2 separate regions of the Mus musculus genome follow, and region 2 is linked to region 1. A link is a contact called in public Hi-C data. All regions are on one chromosome and are shown on one strand. The core of a region is the stretch at or near the end of the contact, and the rest is flanking DNA. Distances in the headings are between cores, read along the strand shown. Region 1 overlaps Rad51b (RAD51 paralog B). Region 2 has its middle 31 kb from the start of 4933435C09Rik.

Region 1 (7,521 bases), core at 3,948-6,447:
AGTGTAGCAGATTCTTTCCCTCATGAGTTAAAATGCTATTCCCACTCCAAATGCCACTACTTCATGTCTCTCCTCCCTTTCTGATATCCTTTGGGTCTGGTCTAGATCAGGGTGGCTTAAACCACACAGTTGCCCTACAGCAAGGTCCAATCCATCTCCATACCCCATTGCCAGCTAGAACACCAACACAAAGGAAGGCCTAAGACAGCGCCTTCCCTCAGTTATTGTAAAACTGAATTTAGCAGAGCTATGGGGTAGGAATCCTTTTCTAGAGCTGGAGGCCAATACACTGCTTGGGAACACCACTGCTCTGTCACCCCACCCATGACTTCCCTGAAGCCGTGCCAGATCTTCTGGTAGGCTCTTCTGTAAACAAAGTCAGACTGATGCAGTTTCTATTCTGGATCATCTTGGTATGCGAAGCAGAGAGCAGTAATAAGCTGTAGCCTTCAGGGTAAGCAACAGAGCAAGCGTGCTCAGTGGGTTTGATGGATGGGAATGGAGGGAGTCCGACTATACCAGGGCAGCCGCCACCTCCCCTTCACTAAATCAGGGCAACTGTCTATCTTCACTCTGCTCTGTTCACTTTAAACACCAGCTGAGAGAAACTTATTGTAGTTTATCCCTCTGTCTCATGGTTGCCACAATATAATTTTCAAATGAAATTTCTAAGTGCAGACCACACACGCTATTTCAGTAGACCTAACATTGATTTATGCTAAGACTTGGGGGAAGGGAGACATGCTGAAGAAAGATGCTTTGCCAGCAGTTTTCTGCTGCCAGCCGTTGCCTGCTCTGCCTTAGAAGAGCGCAGATGCAGATGGAGTTTAGGGTCTCCATTACTGTTGCCTTCGGCCATCTGACAGATCATCTCTGCTACACCAAGTGAGCATGAAGGTCAGAATCATGATTCCTAAGACAGTTGTGGTGATGGAATATGAATTAAAGAGAACCCTGCTTGCTCAGCCATCTATTCTGAGAACATCAGAATGCAATTTGTTGGACAGATTCTATAATCTGCAGATGAAGGCAGTTATAGGGCTCAAGTTTATCCAGCGTTAACAAGCCCTAATAGTCTAGTTCAGCTCAGACATAACAAACGGAAATGGCTTTAAATTATCCTTCCCTAGAGACATGATTTCATAAGAGAACTAACTCTATATGTGCACAGAGAGATTTCCAATGTAAACACGTGGTGGAAGCTAAAAGCTGCAGTCAGGCTTCAAGCCTGGATATGCCAATGGCAGGGTATTTTATTTCAAAGACACCGGTTTCCTCCCCACGCAACAGTGTGCAAGCTTTTTCTGCTGACTACACTTTGAACTGTGGAATACACACACACACTTGCATATATGTGTAACTTTATAGTTTTCTTTCTAGCTAGGATATTAATAGATTTCACTTAGCCTTTCCATGCATAAATTTGACTGGGCCACAGATGCTTAAGGGATAGGGTTCCTTGTGGGAAGCACGGGGCTCACTCATCACCCAGGCTGTCTGAAATGTAGACTAGTCTCTGAGGGTTTGGAAAACACAAGGTGAACCATTTGGCTTTTCTACATCCATGCAGGGTATCAAGCAGCTTCTTCAGAATGGGAAAACATAGAGAAAAGAGAATTCCCTTAGCTTCCACACAGGACAAAACAGCCTAGCTCATTTGGCGGGGGCAGAGGTCTTGGGGTGGAGGTGGGGACTGGCTAGCTTTAAACAGACTAAGAGCAAGGCTTTACAATGGCAACTATCCAGTGTCCATGCAATCTACGTGCTGAGGCTTGCCTCCTGTTTTTATATGGCCCACCAGCTAAGAATGGTTTTAGTGATTTTTTTCTTAATTTGAACAAGGACAATAGAAAACATATTTGTGACATGTGGGGACTACATGAGATTCAAGTTCCCAGCCTTCATATTTCACAGAAACATAGCCATGCTTAACTGTTCACAGTCCGTGGCAGGCTATAATGGCAGAAGAGAGGAACTGCTTCGAAGACCATCTAATATACACAGTCTCTAGTATTTATCAGGACCTTTACAGAAAGGTTTGTTGACCTCTCGGATCTCTACTGTGAGACAGAGGCATTCTTCAGTTCCTAGTTTTGCTTGCCCGTGTGCTTACGCATTACACGTAGGGGAGCTCGGCCAGTTAAACAGTCCTCGTGTTTATCCAGAATCCACACATACGGAACCTTTGTAGGTTTCCCCACAGGCCATCGAGTCATGCGCGACCTATTTACACCCAAGATCACAAAGAACCACAAGTGAGAAACTTTTGATTTTTACTAACAATTTCCTGAGCTTGAAAATCTTGCGATCCTAGTCCCAGCAGTCACCAGTTGCAATCTCTGATTTAGGCCATTGCCCTAGTTAACTCTGAAATATGTCTTCATTTTTGCTACTTGCTACTTGCTACTGTGGCGGGCTTTAAGATAATTTCCCGAGCTTTACGCTGTATTTTATACATTTAAATAACTGTACCATCAGAACCTGTCACAGGAGGTGTATGAGATGCAGCGACAGTAATAGCTATGGCTTGTGTTTCAGGAAGGTCTTCACTGTCTTTTCACTCTGCCTCCCAGAGTGTGGGTCTGCAATGGTCACTCGGTACTTGCTGATTTTAACAGCATTCCTCACTTCTGCCTTGCCCTGTCAATTTTCAGAGCCTGGGCTGGACACTGAGTGATTCATTTATCTCACCCACTCTCCAGAAAGGAACACAGGTCAGAGAAACGACAAGGATGAGGTTTCCTAAAGTTCTGAAGTCCCTTCTCAATCCACAGATATCCTCAGGCCTAGATTCCTATGTAGTCTTTCTGTGTATTACAGTAAAGACCAAAGAAGGAAGAAGCAACTGTTCTGTACCCTACAAGGAGTTGACGACGTCACGTCAATAGCTGAGAGCCTGCCACTGTTCATAAGCCTGCTTTTTACAGCCAGATTTCTGCAACGCTCAGGACCTCCAGTCACTGTGTGGGAAGAGCTGATCCAGTTCCTCGCAATTACAGGAGTAGAAAGAATGTCACTAACAAAAAGTACTAAATTATTCATCCATGCATATAAACAAGGGCTTTGTGAACATGTATAGAATATTGTAAATGTGTCAGGTGAAATGCTATAAGCTAAGGACAACAGAAACCACACAGTGTGGTCTTTGTTCCTATGCTCATTCACTCCCAGTGAAGAGAAAACACTGTGAGTAACAGTTTATGGGCCCCAAACAGGGAAACGCACAGAAAGAGAGTGTCTGATCTTCAGGGGGTGGGTTGTGAAAACAGCTTTGTCCAGGAGGTGTCACCGAGTCTTGAACACAGGGTCTGCTTCGGGGCAAGAGGACTAGCCAGGTAGGAAAGGGTAAATTACAAGCAGGTGGATCATAGGCGCCACTCTGAGGAATACAAACGGCCTCAGTGTTTGGAGGAAGGTGATAAAGAAACAAGGCAAAGGAGAGGCCATTCAGAGAGACGCAGCTCAGGGTCCAGTGAGCATGCTCAAGAGTTTCAATTAAATCCTAGAGACAACTAAAAGACACCAAGGGAAGGATGGATGTCCCAGCATTAGGTCAGAATGGACACTTGGTCCTGGAACAATGGGGTAGGAGCTGTTCCAGAGAGGAACTGTCAAACCAGTCAGGTGAGAGATGCTCAGGGCATGAATGTGGACAAAGGGCAGGGCAGGAGGGTACCAAGAAGGGAAGCTTAGGGGAGTAGACAGGGCAGGGCCACTGAGGTGAGGAGTTAAGCTGATTTCTTGGCTTCTGGTTAGTGACTGGGTAGCTCTTGGGTTGAGTTGCCATGCACAGGAATAGAAGAATAGGGTGTTTTGTTTTGTTTTGTTTTGTTTTGTTTTGTTTTGTTTTGTTTTAAAACAATACAAAACTTTTTTAAAAAGACAGTGCCTTCCTGACTATATTTAGCTTAGGAAACCATATTAAATGAAGCTGTGCTTCAGGGTACCAAGGGAGAGGTTTTCTGTCTCTGCGGCTTTTAAATGTCATGTGTGAGATTACCATGTCAAAGCTGAAGCCACTGTAAGTATGTTTTGGATAGAGATGAGGTATAAATGAATAATAAGCAGAATGCTAATGTTTTTAGAGTCTGCTCTAGTCTCCAAACATACCCAAAGACAGACGCAGAATCTTTGCCAAACCCCTTTCTCGAGGCTTGAGGAGCTACTGAATTAGATCTCTAATATCAAACGTATCTCAAAAAGACAAGGCTGCTGTTTATCAACTGGATATTGTTTCATAATTTTCCCTTACTGTCCTTTACCTCTTGAAATGTGCAAGTTATAGACTAAGATGTAGAGTACAGTTAAATTGGGTTTGAATTTAAAAAAAAAAAAAAAGAAAGAAACAAGGGAATTTGTCTTTGTCAGAAAATGTGCAGAGCTGGCAAATGGCATGTTAAATAGGCCAAGTATAGAGAAACAGTTTTGGCATGTTCACATTCATTCGTGGAGCTTAGAGGCCAAGAATGGAATGGTGGTTATCTGTGCTGAGGCAGGGAGGGAGGGCAGGCGGGGAATGAGAGTCAGGGGTCCAGATCTTCAATTAAACAGGACGAATAACTTGCCTTTGAACTTTGGGTATGTTGTATTGTGTGGGTAATGACAGATTGCACAGGGTGACCATAATAATGCATTATAGGCATCAAAAAATGGGGGACTGGAGAGATGACTGTCAGCGAGTGCAAGCATGAGGAGCAGAGTTCAATGCCTAGAGCTCACAGAAAAAGCCAGGCATGGTATCGCGCGCATCTGTAATCCTGGTGCCCAGGCAGCACAGGCAGAAGGGTCTCTGGGGTTTTCGAGCCGGGGAGTCTAGCTGAATTGGTAAGTTCCAGGTGGAGGACAAGGCCTGACCAAGCGGCCCTTCTGTCTCTGCTAGTGCTTTTTCATTAGTGAATGTATCTCAGTCGCCACGGGATGTAAAAGCGCCTCTGTGCTACTATGAGACTTGTGTTCTTTCCACTTGACAGGTGTCCCTTCCACACTTCTGACAGAGGACCCCTCCTTATGAGAACTGCTATCACCGACCCCCACCCTTGTCTTCGTGCCACGGGGGCAGGGGAGTTCTCTTGGAGAGCCCAGAGAAGGCGCTTGTGCTTTCTGAGGTCCTGAGAAGCAGGTTGGCTGCCACGTGGCTAAAGTAGCAGCTGAGAACCAAACCAGCGGGCTGAGCCAGCAGGCAGAAGCGAAGGAAGCGCAGCAGAAAGGGGCAGAGCACTGAAAACCTGGCTGCAGCCCTTCCCCCACCTATACTAGGCAGGAAACTCCATTGCATCTGGCACCCAATTTTATCACTATTTATAAATTACTTTCAAACATTACTTAAGGATTGGGTCTACTGTTCTTTCAACCTGAGTTTCTAGGTTTTTAGGTATATGCAAAACATAGGAAGACTTCCTGCATTAATACTCAAAGACAAGTTCTAAGAATTTGCCAGTTACTCTAAGGATGACATCTGTGCTGTTTCCTGGTGAATCTTCTTGGATGTGGCACCATTTACCAACGGTCACCTGTAGCTTTAACTTCTCCTATCACGTTATTTATTGCTCCATGATTTATTTTTTGTTGTTGTTGTGCATTGCGATTTACTGAAATCCAGCCCCCTTCATTTTCTTTCTTTTCTTCTTTTCTCCTTAGATTCATCTTTGCTTCTAATACATCAATGACCACTGCCTTACCTTAACTTTGCCTTCTCAGATCATCTCAATGGCGAATCACCTCCTCTACATGAAAGTCTCTGCTTCCCATCTTCCATGAAGGGGTGGGTGTCAGCAAAACCAGAATGTGATTGACTCATAGAATCCTCTTTCCCCTCTCTACCCTATACAGATGAGACGGAGCAGGTGGACTCTATCCTCCAAATCTATGTGTCCATGTTGGCCTAATAATGGCTGCTTCCTCTGCCAAATCTGAGCTCTTAGAGAGCCAAGTTTCATGAACTCCTTTGGTCATCCCATATATGGAAGATAGAGGCTAGATAGAATAGGAGAGAATGGGAAACCGTTGTGTACTATTCCTGGACACTTATTCCATCAGTCTGAACCCAGTCATTTCTGGTAAAAGAAATGCTTAGTAAACACTATCATTTAGGTTGTACTGACTACTAGCTATCTTAGGGTTGATATTGCTGTGAGAGACCACCATAACTAAAGTAACTTGGGGAGGAAAGGAAGGAGGAACCTAGAGCCAGGAGCTGATGCAGAGGCCATGGAGGGGTGCTGCTTAGTAGCTTGCTCCCCAAGGCTTGCTCAGTCTGCTTTCTTATAGAACCCGGGACCACCAGCTCAGGGATAGCATCACCCACAATGGGCTGGTCCTTTCTCATCAATCACTAATTAAGAAAATGCCCTACAGGTTTGCCTATAGCCAAATGTTATGGAGGCATTTTTCTTAACAGATTACAGGTGACTTTAGCTTATATGAAGTTGACATAAAACTAGCCAGCACAATAGCTATGTGCCAAGCTCCTGGCAACATTAAAAACAAAATACATGTATTTGTGTGTGTGTGTGTGTGTGTGTGTGTGTGTGTGTGTGTGTGTGTGTATGTATGTGTATGACAACTCACAGTTAGCTACCTCCATCTACCTTGTAGATAGAGGGATCAAACTCGGGTTAGCATTCTTGGTGGCAAGGGTCTTTGCTTGCTTATTTGCTGAGCATCTTGCCAGCCTGGTATTTCTTCTCTCTCTCTCTCTCTCTCTCTCTCTCTCTCTCTCTCTCTCTCTCTCTCACCCTCCCTCCCTCCCTCCCTTCCTTCCTTCCTTTTGAATCTTTCAGCAGCCTTCTGTGTAGAAGAGCTTTATAAAGTTCTGTCTCAGCATCTCCACAGTAAATGAGCTCAGTGCCCTTTAGCATGCTCTACGGAGGTGATTCAAGGTGCACGCAGTGTAGACAGTATTTCCATGCTACTCTCTACTCTTCAACTTTACTATTTAGGAGGAGCAGACTTCCCAAAACTCTGACTTTCACATATAGACAGTGTCACAATCATATTCATAAAAGGGAGAAGAAGGCATAGAAAGAGGAAAGATTCTTGGAGCAACATCTGCAAGAAAATCTTTCTAATATGATGAGATTGTGGCACACAGTCATGTCATCATCAATAAGGCAGAAATAGAAATCGTTATTTAATATGGTTTTGGGGGTAGGATGGAAGCTATGGTTAAGTATGAAGACACATTTTGAGCTGGGTATGGTGGTTCATGCTTGTAATGAACTCAGGAGGTAGTGTAAAGCACTCAGGAGGTGGAAAAAAGATCATGAGTTCAAGGCCATCCTCCAACATAGTGAGTTTGAAGTTAGCCTGGGTTATGTGAGATCCTGTCTCAACAAAACAAAACAAACAAGACAAAACAGCAGTATGACACACTGTGAGATACCTACACAGCTTCTAGTATGAATCCACACATTCAGGGGATGGGCTTGGGGGTTTGGAAGCCAGTTCACACCACATTATCTGAGCTGATAAAAGATAGACATATAACCCAGGCTAGGGCAATAAGATCCTCCGAGGAATTTA
Region 2 (7,444 bases), core at 4,319-6,818, 260 kb before region 1:
TGTGCTGACTCACAGTGGACATCAAGGTTCACAAGTGACTGTTCCCAGCGCTGGGGCAACTTCCAAACTGGGTCATGGTAACCAATGGTAACCGGAAGAATAGCCTATAGAGTCTGAGTGTCCCCATAGCTCTCTCTACAGACAGAGTAAGTAAATTTTACCAAGAAGGGAAACTGAGGCTCAGAGAGGCTGAGAGGTTGCCTGAGTCTGCATACGCAATAAGCGCTGCTGCGGCCAGTTGTCAAACCCTGAAGGTCAAACCTCAGAGTCACAATCTTGATGCAGAGAGGGGCCCCGACAGACACTCAGTGACTATTTCCTGTCTTCAGCAGCTTTGGTCAGTGGCGGGGAATCAGAAAGGCACTTGCCCAGACTCTCCCAGCCCTCACGTTGGACAGCCTCAAGTTAATGTGGACAGTTGTGCCTGACTGTCAAGCAAGCCAGTCTGAGCTGGATTCCATACTTTACTTGCTGAACAATCCAAGCCTACTGCTCTCTGAACAGCCCTGGCCAGGAAGAGACCACCCCTGGATCCGGAGTCCGGCGCATGGCAGGGGGAGTAGGAAGAGCTGAGGAGGGAGTGTGGGGCCCCAGAGTTCCAGCGGTGGGTTTCCCTGCTTCAGGCTTGCCCTGGCCAATGGTCTTGCTTTCAGGCTTCTCTGTGCTCTGAGCACATCTAAACATTTGGAGAAAAACAAGAAAGTGAACAATAGGCGCTTGTGGGCTGGAGAACAGGGCTGACTTCCCCCTGGGACCCGGGCGCTGTTCGTAAGCTGCCCCAGCTGCACTCTCACGGTTGGGATGTCACTGGGGCCTGGCTGAATTACAGCCTTGTCCTCCATGGGGCCTGCTACCAACTCCTTTCATACCCGGGGAATGCAAATGTTGGTAGGGGGATCTGGAGCTGTGTAGAGACAGAAAGCTTGCTTTCCTGCCTGGAATTTGGGAAATCAGACAAAAGAACACACACACATACACATACCCCTATTTGGCATGGAAGCTCTGCCAAGCCATGCCCTGACAGTTGTGTCCTAACCAGAGAAGTTTGCCCCACAGGAAAAAAACCAAAACCCCAGCTCTCTATCAAGTGGACTCTGGGCACAGCCCCAAGAAGCTCAGAGTCCACAGGACCTAGAGACAGAATTCCTAATGTGTGCCAGAGCAGTTTCACCAGGAGGTGGTAGCAAAAGTACCCCCATTAGTTATAGCACTGAGGGAGGTGGGCCAAAGGTGCTCTTCTGAGCTGGCTCCTCTGAGGTTTTTAAGACTGTTGCTTCTCACCATTACAGCCTAAGCCACAGGGAATGAGAATGTAGTCAAAGTATCAAGATTAGAACAGAGAAGAACAAAACAGAGCCCAGACCCCCTCTCAGCTAGGGCTGACCAGTGGTATCATTCATACCCAGTAAGTAGGGCTAAGTTTCCCTGTCAAGAGTTCCTCACCTTTGTTCCCAGGACTGGAGGCGGCTTTGAGCAGTGTCCCGTCTGGGTGGCATCCCTGGAACAGGTCTCAGGCCCTGGTGTTTTTGAAGTAGCTGCCCAGACATCCCATCATAGGCTCAGGAGGGTGAATAGCCCTTCTACTCACCCCTCCCACTCCCCAACAATGTTCTGGATCTGAGAGCACTTCTGGGTTGTTTGTGCCCAAGGACAGGAGGAATTTGGCAAGAAGTCTGTGGTTGGAGGACAGTGCATTTACTTTGTGAAAGGATGAGTGAAGGACCATTCGGGGAAGTAGGGAGCACTGTTGTCAGAGTTGGGACTGGAGAGATTAGAATGGGTCAGAGGACTCCTATGAAGGACATGAGTAACAAAATGGGGGGTTCAGAACAAATGGGTTGACCTCTGGAGAGCAAAGGCAAGGCTTTAGTGTCTAAGAACTTCAAAATGGCTGTTAGGTCCCGCTAGATATGTGGTTCCTCCTCTTTCCTGCCCTAAATAGTTTTGGAGACAGAATCGTCTTTTTTTTTTTTTGAACTTTTATGAGTGTCTGTTTGTCTGTCTATATGTATGCACATCACAGGAGTCCCTGTGGAGGGCAGGAGGACTCTTGGGAATTGGTGTTATGAACAGCTGTAAGCTACCACGGGGTAGCTTACCCAAGCCAGGTCCTTTGCAAGAGCAGCAGTGTTCTTAACTTGAGCCACTGCTCCAACAGTGAGACAGTGTTTTTATGCAGCCCAGGCTGACCTCAAATTCTCATTCTCCTCCGTCTGTCTCCAGAGTGCTGAGATTAATGGACTACATTATCACCATACCTGCTCTTAGTCTACTTGTTGGTCACCTGGGACTGTGAAACCTTCGTAGTCTCTGCACTTCTCCTGCACTTCTCTGCACTGTTCCTTTCAGCACATTAACATGAGGCTTTGTTCCTTGTTAGGGAGCTGGGCTGAGTCCCACAGGGGCAGTGTCTCTAGGCACCCTGATCTTCTTGTATTCACTGCTCTCTTGAAAGTTCACTCATCTAACAAGAAGGAGGTAAGCAAGCAGCCTGTATGCATGCTTGAAGGGGACACTCTGTTCCTTGGAAGTAAAATAGCATTACCATTGCTTTTTTTTTTTTTTTTTTTGATTCACAATCTCTTGTATCTTTTCCACCAAGCCTCCCAAAATTTCTATTAAATCAGTGCAGCCTTAAAACTGAGCAAATACAGTAATTTCACTTGCCTTGGAGACACAATCTTTGACCGTGTATGTCCACAGTTTCATGTGGGCTTTCCCAGTGTATTCTTTCCCCTTCACAATTGAACACACAGTTGTCTGGCTTAAATCAAGAGAGCATCTGAGTTAGGCTAACTATTCCCCACTCTTGGCGTTGCCTAATGACTTCCATCTTTGTTTAAGTTACATTAGGTTTGTGAGACCTGCCCTTTTTTATCACCAACATCAGTACTTCAAGTTTCCATTTCCATTCATTCTTATGAAAGAACTCAGGTCAAAATGCAATGAAAATATTCCAAGACTCACACAAGCACCACTGAACGGGCAGCAGGTGATGCTGCAGAAATGGAATTGTTGCTTGGCAGGATGCAGCACCGTGGATGCCTCAAGCACTTGTTCACCGGCCAACCTGGGACAGTCTGAAACCAGAGCTTGTCCCAAGAGCTTGGGATGGTGTTATATAAGTCAAAGGGAAACATACGTCTCTGCCAGAGTCAGAGGTCGAAGCCAAAGGCGACTAGAATGATCTCATCTTAGGAAGCACAACAGGTGTAAATCCTGGCACCTCTCGTTTACTTGGGCAAACATTGCCATGCAATGAAGCTGTGGGTGAGGGTTGCTTCCTACAGCAGGGTGCCCTGTGCACATGCCCATACACCTTCCAGCATTCCTGAGTTTGGGGATGCATGAAAAAAGTGGGTCGGAGGACCCAGCACCCTGCTACACAGCTAGAGAGACTAGGCATGCCTATCAGGGAGGTCAGTCAAGTGGCCGAGTTCTAGTCAGGGCTTTTCCTAAGATACAGCAGCTCCAGGCCGCTCTGTTCACTGCATGACAGAGGACAGGGGCAAGTTGCTATCATCTGAAGAGATAGGGGGCTTACGGCCAACAGAGTGGTGAAAGGACACTTAGTATTCCTTGAAGACATTCTTCAGGAGACCAACAAGGAAGTCCCTGCCAGTCAGCAATGGGAGCTGGCATTGTCTGGTGTGGTCCTTGTAAACTCGGCAGTTCTAGAGCGCAGACTGAGACCCTTTCTCCTCAAAACTCCCTCACTACCAAGACTCTTTCATCAAAGCTTTACTCTTGAGACAGAATTTCCCCACATGTGGAGAACATGTGAGGAAAGCAGCAGGCGAGCACGTCAGAGGGACAGAGCTCCCATCACTGGGCAGGAGGCTGGACCCCCAGCTGCCTCGGCCTTATCTTTCTGAGTGGCACAGGACACGTTATTTCATTGTCAAAAGAGAGTTGATCTCTGACAGGTCATCTCTATATTTAGGTATTGATTGGAATGTTGGCAGAACGTGACCTAGTTTAAAGCAAGCTATGATTTAAAAAAAAAAAAAAGCTATCTGATAAGCTATTTATGCTCTTGCCAGCTGGGAAACTTGTTTTTAAATTTTTTATTATTTCCTTCAGCGTGGCGGTGGTATGTTGCATAGTGTGGAGGCTCTAGTTTGAAGTTAGGTGTCTTACTCAGTCGTTCCCCCACCTCATTTGGTGAGACAGTGACTGTCCCTAACCCTGGAGCTTACGTGCTGGGTTGGACAAAGCCCCCTTCCTCCTTGGCTTTTGCAGCTCCTAAATTCCAATCCCCTGCCTCACTTTTTACACACTCAGGTCCTCCTGCCAGGACAGCAAGCACTTTATCAACTGAGCCCTCTCTTAGCCTCCAGGGAAATGTCAGTTTGGCCCTGGGGCTTACAGGAAATGGCTAGAGGGAGGATCTGCTGCCCCCATTCAGGGCTAGGATAAGGACTGCAAAGCTTGCAAGCTGTTCGAACAGTTCCCCAGCCACACTTTGCAAGTGAAGAGATACAGGCATTATTCACAAGGTGGGTTATAAAAGATGCCTTTTAGTTAAATTTAAAACCAAATATAACTTTTATTCAGAGTAACGAAAGGCTCACATTTTGAATTCACAAGACCTTGTTTGCAAAGCAGTTTTTCCTTGACCTTAAAATAAGAAGCGAGGCTAGACAGGTGGGTTTTGTGATTCCTGTTTAGCAAGCCTCCCTAGAGACAACTCAAGACCTCCTTCACCCTCCACAGGAAACCAAACACCTGCGCTGGGAAAGAACTACCTGTGGTCCACAGCGCAGGCCAGCATGGCCAGGAAAGGGGAGAGGCTTGGCAGCTCCGCGCCAGCTGAAAGCCCACTTTTGTTTGACCTACATCCCAATCACCCTCTATCTCTCCTCAGGAGGGAGAGGCTGCACCATGGAAGGTGTGGTTTTCCTCAAGGGTCCAGAGTAGTCCTATGGCTGCAGGAAGCCAGCCCTGGCCTCTTGGGCCCTGAGCTGGGGGAGGAAGAACTGCCTCCCCCACCCCAGTCGGGTTAGTTTGCGCTGGAATGCAACACTTTTCAAAGTGTCCGAGTGATAGGCACTTTCTAAGTATGTACAGCGATGGTCCGATAAGAAACCAGGCGTGGGGCTTTGCGGGTCAACGCCTCCAGCTCTATCGGTACAGCTTGCCTCTGCCCGGGCTGGGGATGGAGTGACGTCCCCCTTTACAAACTTCCTTATAGAATCTGCTTCCTGCCGAGGCCCCTGTTTTTCAATTTCTACTTCTGGAATTAGAAAAAAGAAAATAAGATTCCATCCACCACCCATCTCCCGCGCCTCCACCCTCAGTTTACACCACACCTAAACCCAGGTGACTCTGATGGCCGAGGGGACTTGGCGCGCAAGCGTCTCCATCTCTATCCCCACCGCCCCCAGCCCCCTCTCGCCTTGCTCAGCCCCACAATGCACCCTTGTACGGGGGGGATTTGGCTCAGGGATGGGGGGGCAATATTCGTCAGATATTTAAAACACAGCCGAGAGAACAAAGCCAGCCTTGTGAGGAGCGGCGGCCGGAGCCGGGAGCAGCGGGGCCGCGCACGCAGCTTGGCTGGGGCCTGGGCGCACGCGTGGCGCGCGGTCCCGCGCGGTTCCAAACTTGGTTCTCCCGCATTCCCCGCGCGCTCCCTGAGGCGGGCTGCAAGTGAGGCTGGATTTCATATGCTCGCCACAACATGTTTAATTGAAGAAAGAAAGGAGAAAGACAGAAACAGAAAGAGACAGAGACACACAGAGACAAAGAGACAGAGACAAAACCAGACACACACAGAGACAGACAGACACATACACACATAGCCAGAGACAGAGAAAGAGACACAGAGAGAGAGAGACAGAGAGACACTCACAGAGACTGAGAGAGACAGAGAGACAGACACAGTCAGACACACATACATAGAGAGAGAGGGGAGGGGGAGAGAGAACCATTTTCCATGTTTCTGTAGGAAGCATAGGTGATTAAAATAAAATGATAAACCAATTGGGAACTCAGGTTTTAAATGACGCAGACTAACAGGACACTTGGGTCAAAGCATTTGGGAAAGATATCTTCTTTGGATGCAAGAAGTGAAATCTTTTTGAGGGAACAGGCCCTTTTGTCTTGTTTAATCTGGATGACCACTCTTTCGGTTTCCTGTTTATTGTCACTTGGGATTTGGGAGCTATGATGGTTCTTGTCAGGGTTCAGGCTTTTGTTTGGGGCTGTGGGCTAGCCAGTGTTTGTTTGTTTGTTTGTTTGTTTGTTTTCTAAAAAGGCAAATAGAAGTAGTGTTTGCATGGAACAAAGATGAGATTGTGTCATGAGCTAAGGAATTCTCAAGGGAGGCAGGGTAGCAAATAAATTTTGTTGTTATTGAAGGTTGAAGAGCGTTCTCTCTCTCTTCTTTCTTTCTCTCTCTCTCTCTCTCTCTCTCTCTCTTTCTTTCTTTCTTTCTTTCTTTCTTTTCTCTCTTTCCTTTCCTTTCTTTCTTTCTTTCTTTCTTTCTTTTCTCTCTTTCCTTTTCTTTCTTCCTTCCTTCCTTTCTTTCTTTTCTTTCTTTCTTTCTTTCTTTCTTTCTTTCTTTCTTTCTTTCTTTCTTTCTTTCTTTCTTTCTTTGAGACAGAGTTTCTCTTTATAGCCCTGGCTGTCCTGAAACTCACTCTGTAGACCAGGCTGGCCTTGAACTCAGAAATCCGCCTGCCTCTGCCTCCCAAGTGCTGGGATTAAAGGCGTGCACCACCACCGCCTGGCTTGAAGAGTTCTCTTGAGTAGAGCTAAAAGAGACTTTGTAGGGGACATATGATGTGCAAAGCTCTGCTTTGCAATAACAAAGATGGTCTCTGTATGCAATGGAGAGACTTGCAGGAGCTGGAGAAAGCCAACGCCAGTCTTAGGAATGAGATTCTGTGCTTGACTTAGCCAGATGAGTGGGAAAGGTCGTCTCAAACAATCAGACGAGTCTGCAATGCAGCCTTCCAGGACAAGGCTCCAGGACCAAAGTCCATGGTGGTTAAATAGACAGCCCTTGCAAGGGCAAGTCTGAAGAAGAAGAAGAAGAAGAAGAAGAAGAAGAAGAAGAAGAAGAAGAAGAAGGAGGAGGAGGAGGAGGAGGAGGAGGAGGAGGAGGAAGAAGAGGAGGAGGAAGAGGAGGAGGAGGAGGAGGAAGAGGAGGAGGAAGAGGAGGAGGAGGAGGAGGAGGAAGAAGAATCGAAGAAGAAGAAGAAGGAATCAAAGGGTTACAACACGCTGTCTTCTGCCCACCCTTCCCTGCCTGTGTACACACACGAGGAATTTATGGTGCTCTCTTCTCCCTTCATAGCTCAATTGCCAGGTGGTCTGTCACAAGAAAGTAAAGAAATCTCCCCCACTCCCTGTTTCTGAGCACAGAGCGGAAAGCCTTGTGTATGGTAAGCGTCCACTCCGCTGCTGGGCTGCAGCCCCAGCAAAGGGATTTTTATGT

The links. Hi-C and Micro-C count contacts between places; a contact is called where the count stands out from the background.
Region 2: a Hi-C map of regulatory T cells shows a contact between it and region 1, with 1.5 times the contacts expected there. The contact joins two enhancer-like sites. A contact is called at or near these places in 1 of 15 datasets of contacts at CTCF or cohesin (the NIH/3T3 cell line), 2 of 484 Hi-C or Micro-C datasets (the MNK3 cell line and regulatory T cells) and 3 of 115 datasets of contacts at active chromatin or transcription factors (astrocytes, embryonic midbrain and stem cell-derived neural progenitor cells).

Annotation. Positions count from the first base shown.
Region 1 is chr12:79,701,432-79,708,952 of GRCm38.p6, reverse strand. The region is part of intron 8 of Rad51b (RAD51 paralog B); the gene reads right to left. Among named protein-coding and RNA genes, the nearest start is that of Gm36048, 94 kb to the left of the region's middle. Within about 2 kb of position 5,197, at least 3 of the 459 cell types and tissues checked have an H3K27ac peak or open chromatin away from gene starts, as enhancers often do. A contact at or near this core is called in regulatory T cells, where this site is marked.
Region 2 is chr12:79,963,710-79,971,153 of GRCm38.p6, reverse strand. No RefSeq gene overlaps it. Among named protein-coding and RNA genes, the nearest start is that of 4933435C09Rik, 31 kb to the right of the region's middle. RefSeq lists an enhancer at 1-2,524. Within about 2 kb of position 5,568, at least 136 of the 459 cell types and tissues checked have an H3K27ac peak or open chromatin away from gene starts, as enhancers often do. A contact at or near this core is called in regulatory T cells, where this site is marked.